Regions from separate parts of the Mus musculus genome. Here all the other regions are linked to region 3. The links are chromatin contacts, called in public ChIA-PET, HiChIP or PLAC-seq and promoter capture Hi-C maps. All regions are on one chromosome and are shown on one strand. The core of a region is the stretch at or near the end of the contact, and the rest is flanking DNA. Distances in the headings are between cores, read along the strand shown.

The links. Promoter capture Hi-C pulls out the DNA fragments that hold promoters and counts their contacts. ChIA-PET counts read pairs in DNA pulled down with a chosen protein or histone mark. HiChIP or PLAC-seq counts read pairs in DNA pulled down with a chosen protein or histone mark.
Region 1: a contact with region 3 is called in an H3K4me3 HiChIP or PLAC-seq map of embryonic limb bud, with 4 times the contacts expected there. The contact joins the enhancer-like site here to the promoter of Zic2 in region 3. A contact is called at or near these places in 15 of 39 promoter capture datasets (the 3T3-L1 cell line, the C10 cell line, cranial neural crest and 9 more), 2 of 484 Hi-C or Micro-C datasets (B cells and natural killer cells), 19 of 115 datasets of contacts at active chromatin or transcription factors (craniofacial prominence, embryonic basal ganglia, embryonic forebrain and 13 more) and 3 of 9 other capture datasets (adipose tissue, embryonic stem cells and liver).
Region 2: a promoter capture Hi-C map of the HPC-7 cell line shows a contact between it and region 3, with 3 times the contacts expected there. The contact joins the enhancer-like site here to the promoter of Zic2 in region 3. A contact is called at or near these places in 11 of 39 promoter capture datasets (the 3T3-L1 cell line, the C10 cell line, the HPC-7 cell line and 6 more), 13 of 115 datasets of contacts at active chromatin or transcription factors (craniofacial prominence, embryonic basal ganglia, embryonic forebrain and 9 more) and 2 of 9 other capture datasets (adipose tissue and macrophages).
Region 4: an RNA polymerase II ChIA-PET map of memory CD8 T cells shows a contact between it and region 3, with 50 read pairs. The contact joins the enhancer-like site here to the promoter of Zic2 in region 3. A contact is called at or near these places in 4 of 39 promoter capture datasets (embryonic stem cells, hematopoietic stem and progenitor cells and pre-B cells), 9 of 484 Hi-C or Micro-C datasets (B cells, CD8 T cells, the HL-1 cell line and 5 more), 4 of 115 datasets of contacts at active chromatin or transcription factors (embryonic stem cells, large pre-B cells, memory CD8 T cells and 1 more) and 1 of 9 other capture datasets (liver).

The regions. Positions count from the first base shown.
Region 1 is chr14:122,199,008-122,201,744 of GRCm38.p6, forward strand. The region is part of intron 1 of Clybl (citrate lyase beta like); the gene reads left to right. Among named protein-coding and RNA genes, the nearest start is that of Clybl, 19 kb to the left of the region's middle. Within about 2 kb of position 1,369, at least 8 of the 459 cell types and tissues checked have an H3K27ac peak or open chromatin away from gene starts, as enhancers often do. A contact at or near this core is called in craniofacial prominence, embryonic limb bud and second pharyngeal arch cranial neural crest, where this site is marked.
Region 2 is chr14:122,851,110-122,853,972 of GRCm38.p6, forward strand. All of the region lies in intron 21 of Pcca (propionyl-Coenzyme A carboxylase, alpha polypeptide), which reads left to right. Among named protein-coding and RNA genes, the nearest start is that of Gm46488, 58 kb to the right of the region's middle. Within about 2 kb of position 1,577, at least 45 of the 459 cell types and tissues checked have an H3K27ac peak or open chromatin away from gene starts, as enhancers often do. A contact at or near this core is called in the HPC-7 cell line and memory CD8 T cells, where this site is marked.
Region 3 is chr14:122,474,119-122,476,818 of GRCm38.p6, forward strand. Zic2 (zinc finger protein of the cerebellum 2) reads left to right here and starts at 1,266. Exons shown (of 3, transcript NM_009574.3): 1 at 1,266-2,629. The coding sequence starts at 1,558. 2610035F20Rik (RIKEN cDNA 2610035F20 gene) reads right to left here and starts at 1,081. Exons shown (of 5, transcript NR_045046.1): 1 at 785-1,081; 2 at 330-484.
Region 4 is chr14:122,062,574-122,065,273 of GRCm38.p6, forward strand. No RefSeq gene overlaps it. Among named protein-coding and RNA genes, the nearest start is that of Timm8a2, 29 kb to the left of the region's middle. Within about 2 kb of position 1,293, at least 71 of the 459 cell types and tissues checked have an H3K27ac peak or open chromatin away from gene starts, as enhancers often do. A contact at or near this core is called in B cells, CD8 T cells, Th1 cells and 3 more, where this site is marked.

The sequences.
Region 1 (2,737 bases), core at 119-2,618, 280 kb before region 3:
GGTGGCAAGAAACAATGCCCTGTTCCTTACCTATGGCTGTGGTAAGATGCCCTGAAAATAGTAACTTATGGGAGAAAGGATTTATTTTGACTCACATTTTGGGATTTCAGTCCATCATAATGTCAGCAGCAGAAATTTGAAGCTGTAGTCACATTACACTGTCTAGAAATGGGCTGCAGAAATGGCACAGTGGTTAAGAACACTAGCTGTTCTTCCAGAGGCCCTAGGTTCAGTTCTCAGCACCCACATGGCATTTCACAACCAGGGAATCTGATGCCCTCTTCTGGCCCCTGTGGGCACTAAACACATGTGCGTGCACAGACATACATGTAGGGAAAACACTCAGACACATGAAAATATATATAACTTTTTAAAAAATGTAAAGAGAGATATGTGAATGCTTGTGGTTAGCTCACTCTGTTTCTACAGTCCAGGTTCTTAGCCTAGAGAATAGTGCTGCCCACAGTGGGCCAGACTTTCCACTCTGGTAACCTAGTTAAGATATTCCCTATAGGCACCTGGGTATTTCTAGATGTTATCAGGTTGACGGTTAGGATTAACCATCACACAGGGATAAGCTCAGAGTGCTGTTGAGATAACAGAGGTGGGGATGACTTTCTGGGGGTGTCTGGGACACCCTCATGGGTGCTGCCTTTAGAAGATGACATGGGAGGAAGAGATGGGTTCCTGGGAAAGGGGACTTGCATGCCCCATGGGAGTTAGGACAGGACAAGGTTGAGTATGGGGGCACTCGTCAGCATAGGACTTCTAATTTACAACCTGCTGGGCAATGGGTAGGCAGTGAAAATGATGGACCCATCAAGCTGGCTCTTCATCCTGTAGCCTGGTTGGTGTGCTGCTTTGTCGTTGCTAAGCAACATGAGGAAGAAAGGGTTTGTTTGGGCTCACTGGCTGCGGGGACCATCCATTATGGTAGGAAAGCATGGTGAGGTGGTTTGGGAAGCAGAGAGAAGTGGATGCTAGCGCTTACCAGCCTTCCCCTTTTTATTGAGTCCCTGACCCCAGCCCATGGAATGGGTGTTGTTTCACCTCCCTTAACCTGTCAGGAAACTCTGTCATGGATGTGTCCAGAGGTTGTTTCAAGGTGTCTTTGGAACCTGTCAATACAACAGACTTAATGGCTGGTCTGAGTGGTATTTATTCCCAGGGCATTTCCATCTCCTGCCCTACAGTTACAACACTGGGGGTCTGGGGATGCCGCTCGGGTGGTAGAGCATCTCTGATATGCAGGAGGCCCTGGGTTCCTGCACCTCAGCCCTTGGTGCTCTGGGAAAGCTAAATGAGCCAGCGCAACTGTGATGGCACCAGGAGTGCAGGCCCCTCGGCTTTAATGAGCTCACTGTGTTGAGCCGGTTCTAGCTGTTTGCAGCTCTCAGGTGACTTGGGATCTCTGCCTACTGCACACTTAGCTTCCTACATCTGCAGTTAATTTGTTAAGAGACCTTAATTAGAAACTTCAAACAGTTTAAATGTCAATCACCAAAGCAGTGAAGTTCTCAGGTCCCAGCGTTCTGCCGGTGTTGGTCATCGGGATGTAATCCCAGGTGGACATAATTCAAGACAGATGACATTCCTGGGTTGCAGTTACAAAGGGCTTCTATATGTGGGAACTAATAAGCTGGCCCCTGTTGTCGTTCAGCCAGAAGGATCATCCAGTTAGGTCTTCTGACTTTCTGTTCATACTTTCCGTTCATTCATGATTCCATGGTTGGGCCAGTGAATGGCAAAGGACCGCCAGAGCTACGCTGCACATAAAATGCGTGGTGTATACAGTAAGAGCGATAAGATTCCTATTTAACACTGCGCTTTTCAGAGGGAAAATAATCACAGGCTGGGAGTGTGGCTCAGTGATGGGCGGAGTGACCTAAAATGCTCAGGGTCCCTGGGCCACCACCACCAAAATCTGACCAATTTTATGCTTCTTTTTAAGTCCTAAGCTCGAAGGCACTAACAGATTTGGAACTCACAAATGTTGGCTCCTTGCCACTTTGTCTTTTTCTCTATTCTTTGGTCTCTTAAAAAATGTGATGAAAGGGTTAAATATGGCAACAAGTCTTGTTTTAACAGAAAGTAAAACCCAAGGCAGGCAGAATAAATTAACGCCCGCCCTTCTCTGCAGGTCAGTTAGTGGGTGTTACATCCTTTGTCGTTTGTGCTACAAAGTAAATAATTTTGGGCAGCTGGGTACTTTTCACCACTTGTACATTTATGACTAATGATACCAGAAGATCTGTGGTCATCAAAAAGAAAAAACTGTGTGAGGGAGTTCTAAGTTGTGTTTTGTTGTGTCTTGAAAGCTTAAGAATATACATATTAAGAAATATGTGTACGTAAGTCATTTATATGGAATCTTATTTTATTTGAATTTGAAGTGTTTTTAAGTTTTAAAACTAGTTCAAGTTTCTCATACCGAACTGTGGGGTTTTGTTTGTTTGTTTGTTTGTTTGGATTTGGTTCTTTTTGTTGAGTCAGAGTTTCTCTGTGTAGCCCTGGCCAGTCTAGAGCTTAGACTGTAGATCAGGCTGGCCTTAAACTCAGTGACCTGCCTACCTCTGCCTCTGCTGGGATTACAGGCATGCACCAACATGTCTGGCCCCTATTTTTTTTTTAAATATATATTAAATTATATATTTGGCATTTAAAAGTTAACTTGTTTGTTGTTTTGTTTTGTTTTTTGTTTTTCGAGACAGGATTTCTCTGTGGAGCCCTTGGCTGT
Region 2 (2,863 bases), core at 327-2,826, 380 kb after region 3:
TAGCCCTGGCTGTCGTAGAACTCACTTCAATTTAGAGTAGACTGGCTTCAAACTCAGAGAGCTGCCTGCCTCTGCCTCACAAGAGCTGGGATTAAAGGTGTGCAACATCACACCCAGCTGATTAATCCCAGCTGATAATTTGTTTTTAATTTAAAAAATGAAGACATATATTCTTGATTGTTTGACATTTAAGATATGCTTTTTCATTGTGTATGGATGCGTGTGTGTGTGTGTGTGTGTGTGTGTGTGTGTGTGCACTTACGTGCATATTCATATGCAGATGCATACCTTCACAGAAGCCAGAGGTCAAAATCAGTGTGTTCCTCCATCATTCTTCTGTTTATTCATTTATTTTTTGAGACAGGATCTCTCTCACTGAACCTGGTAGTATTGATTGGCTAGACTAGTGAACCAGCAAGTCCCATGGGTTCTCCTGCCTCTACCTCCCTGACCCTGGAATTATAGGCATTACAACACCAACTTTTTGGTGGATGTCCCAGGGAATTCATACTCAAGTCACCATGCTTGACAGCAGGATTCTATTCCCTGAGCATCTCCACGGCCCTTATTTCATTTCTTTTTCCATAGCTCTGTGATGTGAAGGTGTGCCAAACTGTGACAGAACAGCAGGGGATATGCACATCTCCTGTACTGTAGGGAATCTCTGAGCTAGGTCTTGCTGCTTTTTCCATCTTGGGACATGAGTCCAAGAATGCTGTAGCACTTTGTGTCAGTGGGTTTCCTAGATAAAGAACAACAATATGGGTCTCAGTTTCACAAATAAAATCCAAGAGGAAAAGGAAGTAATTGATTAGCAGTGGTCACTGTGCTGAGGAGGATAACCTGCCTTCAAAGACTTATGTTTTGAACTTCATAGTATGTTTAAGAAATAGTTTACTTCAAAGGCCCTCACCACAAGAAAATGGGCTGTTTTCCTGCTATTCTTGTTCCCTGGCTCAGTATTACTATAAGTAGCTCATATCCGGCTCTGTGGTCTCAGGTGGCCATTGTGTTTATGATCCTCAGGCTGAAATGGCAAGAACTCTGGCCCTATTTTAAGTCAGTAGCAAATTCACACTGTTTGACATGAGTCGACTGAGGTTCTCACGAAACACTTGACTCTCTGACCCATGTTAAGGAAAATGCTTAGATACATAGGGATTATGGCCTCCCAAAATAAAAAACTAAATTTACCAAGCCAGGCTTAGACAGACTCACCTAGTGTACCTGCCGTCTTGATGCATTGTGATAACTTCTGCACTGCCACTCTAAATTTCCAAACAATGTGCTCAGAGATTAAAAACCTGACTGGGTTACCAAGACCTCATTGGAAGTGTTTGAACTTGCCCTTTCTTGTATGTGGGTGTATCTGCATATGTAGAGTTTTCTAAGATGCCACTCTTACTATTGGTGACCTCTACATAGTTCCAAATTTACAGACAGGAGTGGGAAATGACTTCCACTGAAATTGTTCACACATGGGCTGTTTCCATCTGAGGCAGCTCCCAAGTGATTCTGTGGGGAGCCCTTCAGAGAGGCCCAGTGTTCAGCGCTCTGCCTACTTAGGCTTGGTGGCACTGCGTTTCCTTCCTGCCTATCTGATGCATTCTTTGATTAGATCTAGGTTTGTTCTGAGAAATGCAGGCCTGTGGTGATTTCAGTTTCACACTGAATTCTCCCCTCATTCTTCCCCTCCTGTCCTCCCTTTCTCTTTCCTGTCTCACAGTGGAAGCAGAGGGAGTGAGGACTGAAAGACAGTGAGTGGTGTGGTGTGTTCAGAAGGGAAACACCAGCCACTCATGGCTTTCTCGACAGCAGTAAGGTCATGGGGCCTGGTGCCGTGTGTCTGTCTGTCCGTCCACATCAGACACTTTACTTCAAGCACTGGCCACACAGCAATCTTTTACTCTTGCACTCCTTGCCATCTCTTGTATTTACTGTACTAACTTGCTTTGGCAGCACTCGTGACAAGACAGGGCACTTCCTAAATTTCTAGTTAGGTCTTCTGAGATCTATCCCGTATTTGAACCGAGCTGACAGCCACATGCAGACTGGCTGCCTGAGTAAAGTTCAAATACTTCATAGGTCAGGGCCTTCGGGGGAGCCAATCCATAGAGATGACCCATGGTAGGAGTTACAAGAGTTAGCACTCCTCTTCCATCTATGCTTACAATGCTAAGGATTCTTAAGGAATTGTTTTGTTTATATCATTTGCAAGAAATTCATTCACATTTTCTAAACATACTGTCAGGATATACCTTTAGGAAAGACTGGTCACCCAAGCCCTTAGGAAGGCATTACAGATGGATACATGTTGTTGTGTCCATGGCCACTGTTTAGATCATGCTCTCCCTGCAACCATTCCTTCTGTCATTCCCAAGAGGGGAGTCTGATTGTCCCTCTCCGTTTTTTCTCACCTAGATGTTGAGGGATCACTGGAAAGTCTAGGGTTTGCTGTCCTCAAGTTCAGTTAGCTAATAGCAGAGGTAGGAAGCAAAGCTCGTATACATATGCATACTGCCTTCTCAGAGGGCTCCACGTGGAAAATACTGGGACCAAAGCCTATTGTGGCAAAAGACTGTATACTCCTCACAGTGTTTCCATTCAGTCCATAGACAGCAGGGTTTTCATAAAGAACCGGGGGAGTTCCATGTAACAGAACAACATCTGCAAGCCATTGAGATTGTGATCAGTAAATTACCATGGAAGGATGCAATATGGACCTGAATTGTGACATGAAATTAAGGCTGGGGTGACATATATAGGATACTGCACATGCAGGCACACACACACAGAATGCTGAACCTAGGATACTAAACTTAGAGTGAAAATCCTTCATGCTCCTGTGTTGATCATCTGGTCT
Region 3 (2,700 bases), core at 16-2,515:
CGCGCGAACGAAACCCTGCATGCTGGCAGGCCCAGTCTATGGGTGCGTTGGGCCGCTGCTGCAGCTGCACAACCCAAGCGGGGCTCAGGGAAGGTGGGGCGGGCTGGGCGAAGGATTGACGAGGCCGTGATGGCCAATAGCGGTTTCTGGAGGGCGGGATGGGCGGGAGTCCCCGTTAAAGGGGCGGTGTGACCAGGAGGCCGAGCCTTGGATAAGGAGGGAGGGATACCCGGGCGGGAGACCCGGCGGGTACGCGGGGGAGGGGAGAGGAAAAGGAGGGGACAAAAAATAAAAAAATAAAAGGCTGCTGCTGCGGCCTCAGCGCCCACCGAAATAAACAGAGGCGGTGGCGAAGGCTGCCCACTGCAGCCGCGAGAGAGGAAGAACTCGTGTTGGCCTCCTAGCATTTGCTTGTGCCGAGGACTTCGCTCTGTCCTCGCTGATGCGAGCACTCATTCCCGGACTAGCGCCCAGAACAGATCGGCTGGAGGAAGGGGGAGAACCAGAGAACACTTTTTTATTGTTGTTATTGTTTTTCAGACTAGCCTCACCCTGCTCCCCTCCCCCTCCTCGCCTTCTCCCCTCCCACAGTCCCCCCCTCCCCTGCTCCTCCCCCTCCCTCCTCCTCCAGCCCAACTTAAAGAAAGAGGGGACGACGCGCCCGTTTCCTTCATCTAGGGGAATTCGTGACCGCTGCAAGTTTACTACTCCGGGCGTCGCCAATGCCAAGCTCGGAGGGCCAAGAGGGCTAAACCCCCGCAGCAACCGCGAAGCCGAACAATACCGGCAGCGCTCTGGGCGGCGTGAGCAAGGCCTCGGGGGAGGGAGCGGCCACCCGAGAGCGCCGTGGACTCGACGCCTAGCCTCCTCCTCCCGGCTGCCCAGCGCCCCTGCGGAGATCAGGTGGAGCGGCGGGTGCGCCAGGCTCTGGGGCTGGCGGAGCTTGTTGCTGTCCGCTCCCTGCCAGCTTGTGTGCGCACAGCCACTGCCCTAGGGCACTGTGGCCCCGCAGCCGCGTTGACTTCATTCGGCGGATGCCGCTGATCTCAGCCAGGCTCCTGGTCCGCCGGCAGTACAAGGCAGCTAGCGAGTGAGTGCGTGCGTGCGTGCGCGCGCGGGGGCGCGCAGGGGTGGGGGCCGCGGCGCTGAGCTCGCCCTCCGGCGGCCCCCCTCTCCTCCGCTCCCCACACCTCCCTCCGCTCCCTCCTCCCGCCCGCCCTCCCCTGCCCTGCCCGCCCGCCCCCGCCGCAGCTCCTTTAATACACTTTGGTTCTCCGCCTGGCTTTGGACTCTTCTCCTCCTCCACCTCCTCCTCCCGCGCCTCCTCCGCCGCCGCCTCCTCTTCCTCTCCGCGCCTTCGCTCGGTGCCCGGCCGCCTGAGGCAGATACAGGCGGCGGCGGCGGGCGCACCAGCCCGGCTCCCGAGACTGCAGTCGCCAGTATTTCCACCGCCGGTTCACGGAGCCGGGCGTCCAGAGGACGCGCCTCGCCGATCCGAAGAGGAAATCCAGGCGGCGGGGTTCACCGGCGCCGGCGGGGCGGCCGGGCGCGCTGGCCATGCTTCTGGACGCGGGGCCGCAGTTCCCGGCCATCGGGGTGGGCAGCTTCGCGCGCCACCACCACCACTCGGCCGCGGCAGCGGCGGCTGCGGCGGCCGAGATGCAGGACCGCGAGCTGAGCCTGGCGGCAGCTCAGAACGGCTTCGTGGACTCGGCCGCGGCGCACATGGGCGCCTTCAAGCTCAACCCCGGGGCACACGAACTGTCTCCTGGTCAGAGTTCGGCGTTCACGTCGCAAGGTCCGGGTGCTTACCCGGGTTCGGCTGCTGCAGCCGCTGCGGCCGCGGCTCTAGGGCCCCACGCCGCACACGTTGGCTCCTATTCGGGGCCTCCCTTTAATTCCACCCGGGACTTCCTGTTCCGCAGCCGGGGCTTCGGGGACTCGGCGCCGGGAGGCGGGCAGCACGGGCTCTTCGGACCCGGCGCCGGCGGCCTTCACCACGCGCACTCGGACGCGCAGGGCCACCTTCTTTTCCCTGGCCTCCCGGAGCAGCACGGGCCGCACGCCTCGCAGAACGTGCTCAATGGGCAAATGCGCCTAGGGCTGCCGGGCGAGGTGTTCGGGCGCTCGGAGCAATACCGCCAAGTGGCCAGCCCGCGGACCGACCCCTACTCGGCGGCGCAGCTCCACAACCAGTACGGCCCTATGAATATGAACATGGGGATGAACATGGCAGCGGCCGCAGCCCACCACCACCATCACCACCACCACCCTGGTGCCTTTTTCCGCTACATGCGGCAGCAGTGCATCAAGCAAGAGCTCATCTGCAAGTGGATCGACCCGGAGCAGCTAAGCAATCCCAAGAAAAGCTGCAACAAAACTTTCAGCACCATGCACGAGCTGGTGACCCACGTCTCTGTGGAGCACGTCGGCGGCCCGGAACAGAGCAACCACGTCTGCTTCTGGGAGGAGTGTCCACGCGAGGGCAAACCCTTTAAGGCCAAATACAAACTGGTCAACCACATCCGCGTGCACACTGGCGAGAAGCCCTTCCCCTGTCCTTTCCCGGGCTGTGGCAAGGTCTTCGCACGCTCCGAGAACCTCAAGATCCACAAAAGAACTCATACAGGTAATCGTGGGTCAGCAGTGGGAAGAGGCACCTCGAGGAGAAATAAATGCACAGACTGAGCGTGTGTGTGT
Region 4 (2,700 bases), core at 43-2,542, 410 kb before region 3:
GCCCTTTGCTGTTCACCCAGGGGTCCTGAGCACCATTCTCCATATTGGTACAGCAGTTCACGACTACCCATGACTCTAGTTCCTGGGATCCGATGCCCTCTCCTGCCCTCTGTTGGCACCAGTCATGCATACGATGCGCCCATGTACACACAGCCAAAAGTCATACACATAAAACAAAAAAGTAAAAAAAAAATTTTTTTTTAATTCTTCAGGCTGGACAGGTGGCTCAGTGAGTAAGTAAGGTTCACTTGCCATCCAAAATTGAAATTCAAATCTCAAACACCTACGTCAAAAGTAAAGCACTGTGGTGTGTGCCTCTTGAGAAGTTGTTGTGATAAAAATTCTGACCCAACCCAACCTGGAGAGGAAAAGGTTTATTTCATCTTGCACTTTATAGTCACTGAGTAGGGCCGGAACCTAGAAGCACGAACTGAAGAAATGCTGCTCTCTGGCTCCCTCCTCATGACGGGCTCAGCCTGCTTTCGTAGACATCTCTGGACTGCCTGCTGAAGGTGGCACTGTCCACTGTGGACTGGGCCTTCCGACATCAATCACTACTCAAGAAAATGCCTAGGGTTGCCTATGGGCCAGTATTGTGGAAGCATTTTCCCACCGAGGTTCTCTTCTTCATATGACCCTAGCTTATGTTACAATGGCCAAGGTGGCTCTGTGTGTGTGTACTTAATAAAATAGTGCAACTTTTAAGCTATGTATCAAACATCTTTCTGGGGTTTTATTTCATCTTATTCTGTTCCTGACATCTGATATTTGTCTTGATGGTTCTCATTCTCCCAACATCCTAGACCCAAACCAAGTTCTACAAGCCTCAGTACAAGATACTCTTCCTATCTAAATGTCTCTGCTTTGCCTTGATCTCTGGAATGCTAGAAGCCTGGGGTTGATCGCACAAAGCACCATGCTACCTGACAATGCTGTCTGGATCCTGCTCAGCAGCGAGGGCATCCTCTCTGATCACAGCAGGACACAGTGACCACAGTGAATGCTTATTGCCTTGAAATAGCTGTTCCCTGGGTACCGTTCAGGATGTCCCGTGTCATAATGAAAGCTATATAGACAAGTCCATGAAGACAGAAGCAAAGATGGAGTAGTCTAGCCATGAGCCATGGAAATCCCAGGCTCACCGGAAGCTGGATGAAACAGGAGCCCTGGAGAGAGCATGGTCCTGACTACACCTAGAGTTTAGAACTTCATCTCCCAGGCGAGCAGGAGCATGAAAATCTCACTTTAAGCCACCCTGTTTGTGGTGTATTGTTATTGGCAGCTGTGAGAACTTCCTCAACACATCCTCTACTGCTTTTCCGCTGGCAAAAACCACAGGTGTTTACATACAGATTGCCATTGCTATAGAGATCTGAACATTTCTCCTTTTTTATGTTTAATGTCTCATAACTTTGAAATTATAATTTACTAATTGTTTAATAAGTTATTAAATCACAAACACGTTTATTCTGCACTCCAGTGCTAGTGTCTCTGTATTTCCATACAGTAATTCATCCACTCTTTGCTTTACTTTAGGCATTTACAAACATTATTCCAAGGAAATGTCCCGCTGGCTTTACCAGAACTCTATCCACACACAGTACAGTTCTCACCTCAAAGGGAATAAGAAGTAGTTAATTCTGAAGGCAAAATGCATGACTAAGGCCTGTGAAGATGGATTCAAGTTGCCCCAAATACTGTTCATACATGGCATGTTCTTATAAGTACAGGAAAAACCCCTAAAGCTCTTCCAAATCCATTGGTGGAGGCATGTTTACCTGTGTTACAGCAAAATGGGGACATGTCTGCTGTGGGTCTCACCATGCTGAAGGGAGCGCTGCATGCTCTGTCACATTCTCAACCTTAGGGACAATGTAGGCTTGTGGTCTGTTCATGCATCCCAAAGGCTACACTGGAAGGTCACAAGAGTGTTATGTCAGACAGATCTGCAATGAGTAGCAACTACAGGGGCCAAAGCTAGCCCAAGATAACTTTGCAACATTTCATCTCCTCACAGTCATGAGGTTCTGACCAAGTCCTTAGTCTGCTTGCAGAAGGTTTAACAGAAGTGTGGCCTTTTGGGAGGGGGACCCTTACAAAACCCCAAGGGGCCCACCCACTTCAGCCTGGGCTTCAGTACCACATCTGATCAGAAGAGGGCACCAGAGGACCTGTGCAAAGACTGGTACTTCAACCTCTTCTACTGCGTTTCACTCAGGCACAGATACAGAAACGTCCTCTCTCAATTCAGGTTACTCTTAGAATGCACTGTGATCAAAATGTGGAATCATCTTCAAGCCTGCTATCCTGTTTACTTGTTGAACTAAATATTTCCTACCATTTTCCCCAGTGATCGCATGAGCATTTGGTACTGAAGTTGTTTTAAACCAAAATATCCTCTAGCTGGAGCTACCTGTAATTTCTAAGTTCTGTAGAACAGTGGGCAGTGTGCAGATACACAAAGAACAGAGCTGGGGCAGTGGTTCCGTGGGTAAAGTGCTTGCTGCCCAAGCCATGTGCAGTGAGTGCCTGGTGCCTGGACCCCAGCACTGGAGGAGGGAAAAGACTGATCCCAGGGCCTCACCTGCCAGTGTAGCTGAAGCAGTGAGCTCCAGGTTCAGTGAGAGACCCCGGGTCAGGAAGTACAGTGGAGAGCGACAGAGGACAGTTGGCGTCTAGTGAATCCCAAGCAAGTGTATC